Regions from separate parts of the Hordeum vulgare genome. Here region 1 is linked to region 2. A link is a contact called in public Hi-C data. All regions are on one chromosome and are shown on one strand. Each heading gives the region's core, a stretch centred on a gene start, on an enhancer-like site or on the middle of the called end of the contact. The rest is flanking DNA. Distances are from core to core; before and after follow the strand shown. Region 1 has its middle 5.8 kb from the start of LOC123445791. Region 2 holds the start of LOC123415233 (immediate early response 3-interacting protein 1-like).

Region 1 (3,054 bases), core at 400-2,899, 600 kb after region 2:
GGCCACACAAGGAAGGATCGGGTACGGAATGACGATATACGAGAGAGACTTGGGGTAGCACCGATTGAAGAGAAGCTGGTCCAGCATCGTCTCAGATGGTTTGGACATATTCAACGGAGGCCATCGGAAGCGCCGGTGCATAGCGGACGGATAAAGCGTGCTGAGAATGTTAAGAGGGGTCGTGGTAGACCAAACTTGACATCGGAGGAGTCCGTTAAGAGAGACCTGAAGGTTTGGAATATCGACAAAGACTTAGCCATGGACAGGGGTGCGTGGAAGTTAGCTATCCACGTTCCAGAGCCATGACTTGGTTTCGAGATCTTATGGGTTTCAACTCTAGCCTACCCCAACTTGTTTGGGACTGAAAGGCTTGGTTGTTGTTGTCCTAAAAATTCCAAAATATTTTAGTTTTCAGAAAACATTTCTCGACTTTCAGAAAATGTAGTGGGTTTTCAAAAAATGTTCTTCAAATTCTGTTTCTGTCAAAAGAATGTTCTGGATTTTGAAAAAAAGTTCTTATTTCTCAAACAATGATCGGGATTCTCAAAAAATGTACTGGGTTATCAAAAAATGTTCTTCAAATTCGGAATTTTTTTCACTCTTTCTTCAAAAAATAGTTCTGTTTTTTCAAAAATATTCAGAATTTTCAAAAAATGTTCGGGATTTTCAAAAATTCTTCTTCAAGTTCTGAAAATGTTTTTGCTTTTTAGAATAATATTCTGTATTTTAGAATAATGTTGTATAATTTCAATAAATGTTCCGGAATTTCATAATATCTTCTGGATTTTAAGAAATGTTCGGGATTTTTAACAATTGTTTATCAAATTAGAAAAAAATAAAATTATTAGAAAATTGTTATTGATTTTCAAAAAATGTACTAGGTTTTCAAAAAATGTTCTTCAAATTCTGTTTTTTTACTAAAAAAAATGTTCTATATTTTCAAAAAATGTACTAGCTTTCAAAAACTGTTCTTTAAATTCCGTTTGTGCTTTTTACTAAAAAAACTGTATTTCTAAAAAATGATTGGGACTTTCAAAAAATCTTCTTCAAATTCAGAAAATATTACTGCTCTTTTTCAAAATATTGTTCTGGATTTTCAAAAAATGTTCAGTATTTCAAAAAAAAATCGCCAAATTATTAAAATGTTTTTCCTTTACAAAATTGCTCTTGATTTATAAAAAATGTTCTAGAATTTCTAAAAAAAATGGATGTTCACAAAATGTTCGGGATATTTGAAAAAATGTTGTTCTAATTCAAAAAATGCTTTTGTTTATTAGAAAAATGTTCTTGATTTTCAGAAAATATTTTGTATTTTCAAAAAATGTTCGAAATATGTTCTGGATTTTTCAAAATTGTTCTTGGTTTAAAATTTTATTCTCAAGATTAAAAAAAGGTTCATCCTTTAAAAAATTGTTCGTGATATCAAATTTATTCCCTGTTTTAGAAAACGTTCAAGCTTTCAAAAATGAATTTAGAAATGCAACATTTGTTCGTTTTGATAAAAAAATAAATAAAGGAAAACGGGAAGAAAAACGTCCAAAAAAAGAAGAAAAATAAGCAAAAAAAGAAGAAGTTACAGTTATCGCGTGCCTACTCGGTTGGCTCTGTCAGGGATCGCCCTGTGCGTGGGAGGGACTCCCTGCCGCAGCGAGCGGCAGGTAGGAGTTCCCAATCATAGGACCTCCTGTACAGCCCCTGACTGGGCCGCCCATCATCGCGATGAAACAGTACAAAAATCAACGAAAAATGAAAGCGCCAGTACGAGGGATTGAACCCTGCAAATGGAGCATGTAGACGCTTGTCGCAGACCAGCCAAACTAACATCTTTCATTAGACATGCGGGTTATTTGAAATATCATCTCCTACAGATCTGACACCCCCCTTGTAAACATCAGATAGAAATGTTCGAAATTAAGAAAAAGTGTTCACATTTTCAGAAAATGTTCGAAATTAAGAAAAAGTGTTCACATTTTCAGAAAATGTTTGAGAATTAAATAATTGTTCGGATTTTAAAACAACCGAACATTTGAAAAATGGTACTACCATTTAAAAAAAATAGTTCAAGTTTCTATATTTTTCCCAATTTACAAAAATATGCACATTTTCAAATATTGTTTGGAGGTCCAAAATATATTGAGTTTGAGTTTAGATAAAATTTTAAATTGCGAACATTTTTTGAAATTTCTCTTTTTTTTTAAATCACGAAGATTTTATGAAAAAGGGCACAAATGTTTGCAAACATGACCATTTTCTTAAAAAAAAGACTCAGTTTTTACAAAACACGATTTTATATATATATATGTACAAACTTTTAAAACCCAAATAAAAATGTTAACATTTTTCTAAATGCCAACAATATTGAGATTAAAAAATATGAAATTGCGAACAAGTTTTTAAAATCAAAAAGTTTTTCAAATTTACCAAAACAATTTGAGAACGAGAACATTGTTTGTATTTTTGTACAAATTTTGAATCTGGGAACATTTCTTAAAATTCCTGATCATTTTCCGAAAGCAAACATTTTTTGGAATTGTGAAGAAATTCTGAAAAAAAGGAATACTTCTTGAAATAAATACAAATATTTGAAATTTCAGAACAATTTTGAAAAGGAAAACAATTGACATTTAAAGGAAAAAACGAAAACTGTAAAAAGAAACAGAAAAAGGTAAAAGAAGAAAAGAAAAGAAAAAAGTGAACGGAAAAACTGAAAGAAAAAAAACTGTTCAGAGAACTTTCTAGAAGTTTCCTCAAATAGGTAAAAGCAGACACGGACCTTCCTGAAGGTTCCCAAACGAAACATATAACGTAACTGGATCGGCCTAGTACACTAGATTTCTATGCGTTTGCTCGACATTTTAACGCAACGGGCGTCAAATAGCGATTTCCGATCATCATGACTAGAGGTGGGCAGAAAAACCAAGGACCAAACACCGGATACCAAAAAAACGGAATCAAAGACGAAAAACCCGAGAACCGAAGCTTCGGTTAATTATTCGGTTAGCAGTTGTGAAAAAACGAAATTACTTCGGTGTGTTCGGTCATTGGACTCAACTG
Region 2 (3,147 bases), core at 509-3,008:
AGAGTACATTTTGAAGGAAGCAAGTAAGTGTGAGAGCATATGCAAAAATTGATTCAGGGTTTTTCCGTTTGAATAGATGATCAGGAAGGTCAAATTTGTAGTTTAAGGGGAAAGGTGCTTTCTACCAAATTTCAGGTGTGGCATAGGTTTTTAAAATAAAATATAACTAGATGTCCTTTTTTAACAGATATTCCAAAAGTGCCTTCTAAGCTCGTCTACCTTCAAAAATTATATTCCCTCTATTTCAAAATAAATGACGTTGATCTAGTATAAAATTTATACTAATTTAGCACTAAATCTGCGACACTTATTTTGGGGCGGAGGGAGTACACACTAAGAATGACAATCCACTGCACCTTAAAAAAAAGCAATTGTATTCCGAGCAGCCACTCCAGCAACGTTAATCAACCGTGAAGAAATACTCAAATCACTAGGTGGCCACAAAGCATGAAGGTCCCCTGACTTGGAAATTAAAAACTCATTCAATGACCAAACCAAAACATGCACATAAGTTATTAGGGATAACAAAAAAAAAACGTTTACAGTGGACAAATACAAAAGCATAATCAGAGATCACAATTAGATACCTAACGTCTCCATTGTGGTCTAGTGGATAACTAGCTGAGCTCAACTGAACATTTCAACAGAGTGTGCATATATAAGGCACATCGATACTACAATCAACGAAAGACTATTGGAAGAAGAACTGAAGAAGCACGAGTACAAAAAGCCTAGTTAACTACAAATATCTCAATTTGCAAGGGAGCAAAATGGATAATAACTTTATAGCATAATACTCCACTTGCCAGTGTCAAAATGAAACGAACTTGACAAGTATGGTGATTCCATTTAGAAGGATCAATGGAAATCTCATATATTGAGCTGCATATATAAGGCCAATCATCTGCCCTTTGAAGGTGTTTGCTCCCTGCATGCCTCTAACGTCGGCGAAGCTCCATCCTTTGGGAGAAAGAAATCGGTCTTCGTTTAGTATGGCCAGAGCGTTAGCAATAAGTAGGAGACCCTCAAGGAATGACCATAGGCCCATGTCTGCAAAATAAGAAGGGATCACAATCTGACATCAGTCACAAGGAAAGAGCCCATAACATAGTATTTTTTAACCCTCTGAATTTTGTTTCTGAATCGAGCCTCTATTGCCTGGGATTGCAGTAAATCAATCTGACACAAACATGTCCATTCAAAAAATGTCCCATCGCCGTCAAAACTTTTTTTCCTGGGACGGTATAAATCCTACCAATTACCAATTATGCTGTTTTATTATCCTGATGATGACATACGTATACAGTATACATGGACGAAGAAATAAAAAAGAAACTGCACGAGACGAGAGAGAACTGTGGTGATAAAGTTGAGCCCATAAAAACCGAAAAATAAACTGTACCCATACATCGGTTACCGAACTGACGATGGCTAGATATCGATCGCGCGCTCTGAGGTAAAATTACAGACCCAATCGAGCCATGGATTTGATGATGAACTCCCAGACGAATCGAAAACAGGCAAGCCCAGCCAGGGTTCCTTACCGAAAAGAGAAGAGATTGAGCCAATTCAGGACGGATCTGCGCTCCCAGTTCGCCTGGACGTCAACGTTGGCTTGTCGAGTGGACGATTTTGGATTCCTCCACTGGGGAAAGGCTCTGGTCTCTGTTCTCGTTTACGGAGCGCAGAACGGCTCCGGTCGGTTGCTGGACGGCGGGAGATAGAGACACAGACACGGACGGTAAGAACCAAGAGAAGCAGGCCGGCTCCGGTTCTACAATGGGCTGGCATGGAACGACATGGACCAGACCTATATGGACCGGACCGGGGACGATGCCTTGTTGGAAAAATTTAGACCTTATTGTGTAACGTGATATATAAGATTGCGTCGTTGTCTGAAAAATATATAAGATTGCGTCGTTGTCTGAAAAATATCGCGTGTTAGGTAATTGCCAACCTTTCTGAAACAATTTATGATGAACAATCTGCATCCATTTCTGTGAGGTTGATTACTAAAAATATTATTATGGCTTATGAGTGTCTTCACTTCATATATAGTGTATTAAAGCAGTTACATTATAGACATACATTGTGCTCTAAAACTCGGCATGATAAAAGCGTATGGTTGAGTTGAGTGGGAATATTTGAAGGGCATTATGCTCAAGCTGGGTTTTTCAGAGACAGGGCCGGGCCGGCAAAATCTCGAGCCCTGTGCCAAACTAAAAATTGAGGTCCTATCTATGAAAGAACTAACTAACAATTATAATGTATATATATGTCGTAGAAAAAATTATAATTTATGTAATGTAATGTCTTGCATAACAAGTGGACATATAAAAAAATCATACCTATTCAACTCGCGGTTGCTATTTATTTGAACATCCTCGTTCTTTTAGTATTTTTTGAAATGAAATCTTCGATGATATCCTCATAATCAATCTTCTCCAACACTTCACTCTCCAGTGCTATTGTGGTCAAATCATTGAGTCTTTGTTGTGTCATAATAGTACACATATAGGATTTCAATAGCTTTAATTTAGAAAAACTTCTTTTCTGCCGATGCAACAGTTACAGGAATGGTCAACGGAACTCTATATGCAATACTTGCATTGGGAAAACAATCACGCCGCTTTAGAAAATTCAGAATTTCAAGAGGTCCGATATTTTCTTCTGACATGAAATTTTGAAGAAACTTCAACTCAACAAATAGATCATTGACATCAATATCACATTATTTATCCTTCATAAGTGCAGCCTCAAGATTAACACAAAAAGATTTCAAAATGTTCTTATCCAATGAACGCAATGTTTCAGAGGTAAATAAGAAACAAAATATTCTCGGGTATCCTTCGTATTGCTCAAATCTCCTTGTGAGTGAGGAAATTACTTGATCAACAACACGTATAAAATAGTTAATTCTAAATGATTCCTCTCTGGACTGTGTGGCAATATGTATGTCATCTGGGTTCTCATTAAATTGTTTCTTTCTTGGCCAGTTGGCATCAATATTTTAGCTCATTTTGTATCACCTAAAAAAGTTCTTGGCCAGTTGTATCATTTACATCTAGAAATCCAAGAAATGACTCTTCTATGAAAACTTGACTTGAAGATGAATCCACATATCTTATAATTAAAGACATTTGCTCT

The links. Hi-C and Micro-C count contacts between places; a contact is called where the count stands out from the background.
Region 1: a Hi-C map of leaf shows a contact between it and region 2, with 4 times the contacts expected there. The contact joins the enhancer-like site here to the promoter of LOC123415233 in region 2. A contact is called at or near these places in 2 of 6 Hi-C or Micro-C datasets (leaf and seedling).

The regions. Positions count from the first base shown.
Region 1 is chr1H:466,503,827-466,506,880 of MorexV3_pseudomolecules_assembly, forward strand. No RefSeq gene overlaps it. Among protein-coding and RNA genes, the nearest start is that of LOC123445791, 5.8 kb to the right of the region's middle. Within about 2 kb of position 1,650, at least 2 of the 3 cell types and tissues checked have open chromatin away from gene starts, as enhancers often do. A contact at or near this core is called in leaf, where this site is marked.
Region 2 is chr1H:465,908,347-465,911,493 of MorexV3_pseudomolecules_assembly, forward strand. LOC123415233 (immediate early response 3-interacting protein 1-like) reads right to left here and starts at 1,759. Exons shown (of 2, transcript XM_045106728.1): 1 at 1,545-1,759; 2 at 464-1,050. The coding sequence starts at 1,048. The coding sequence ends at 812.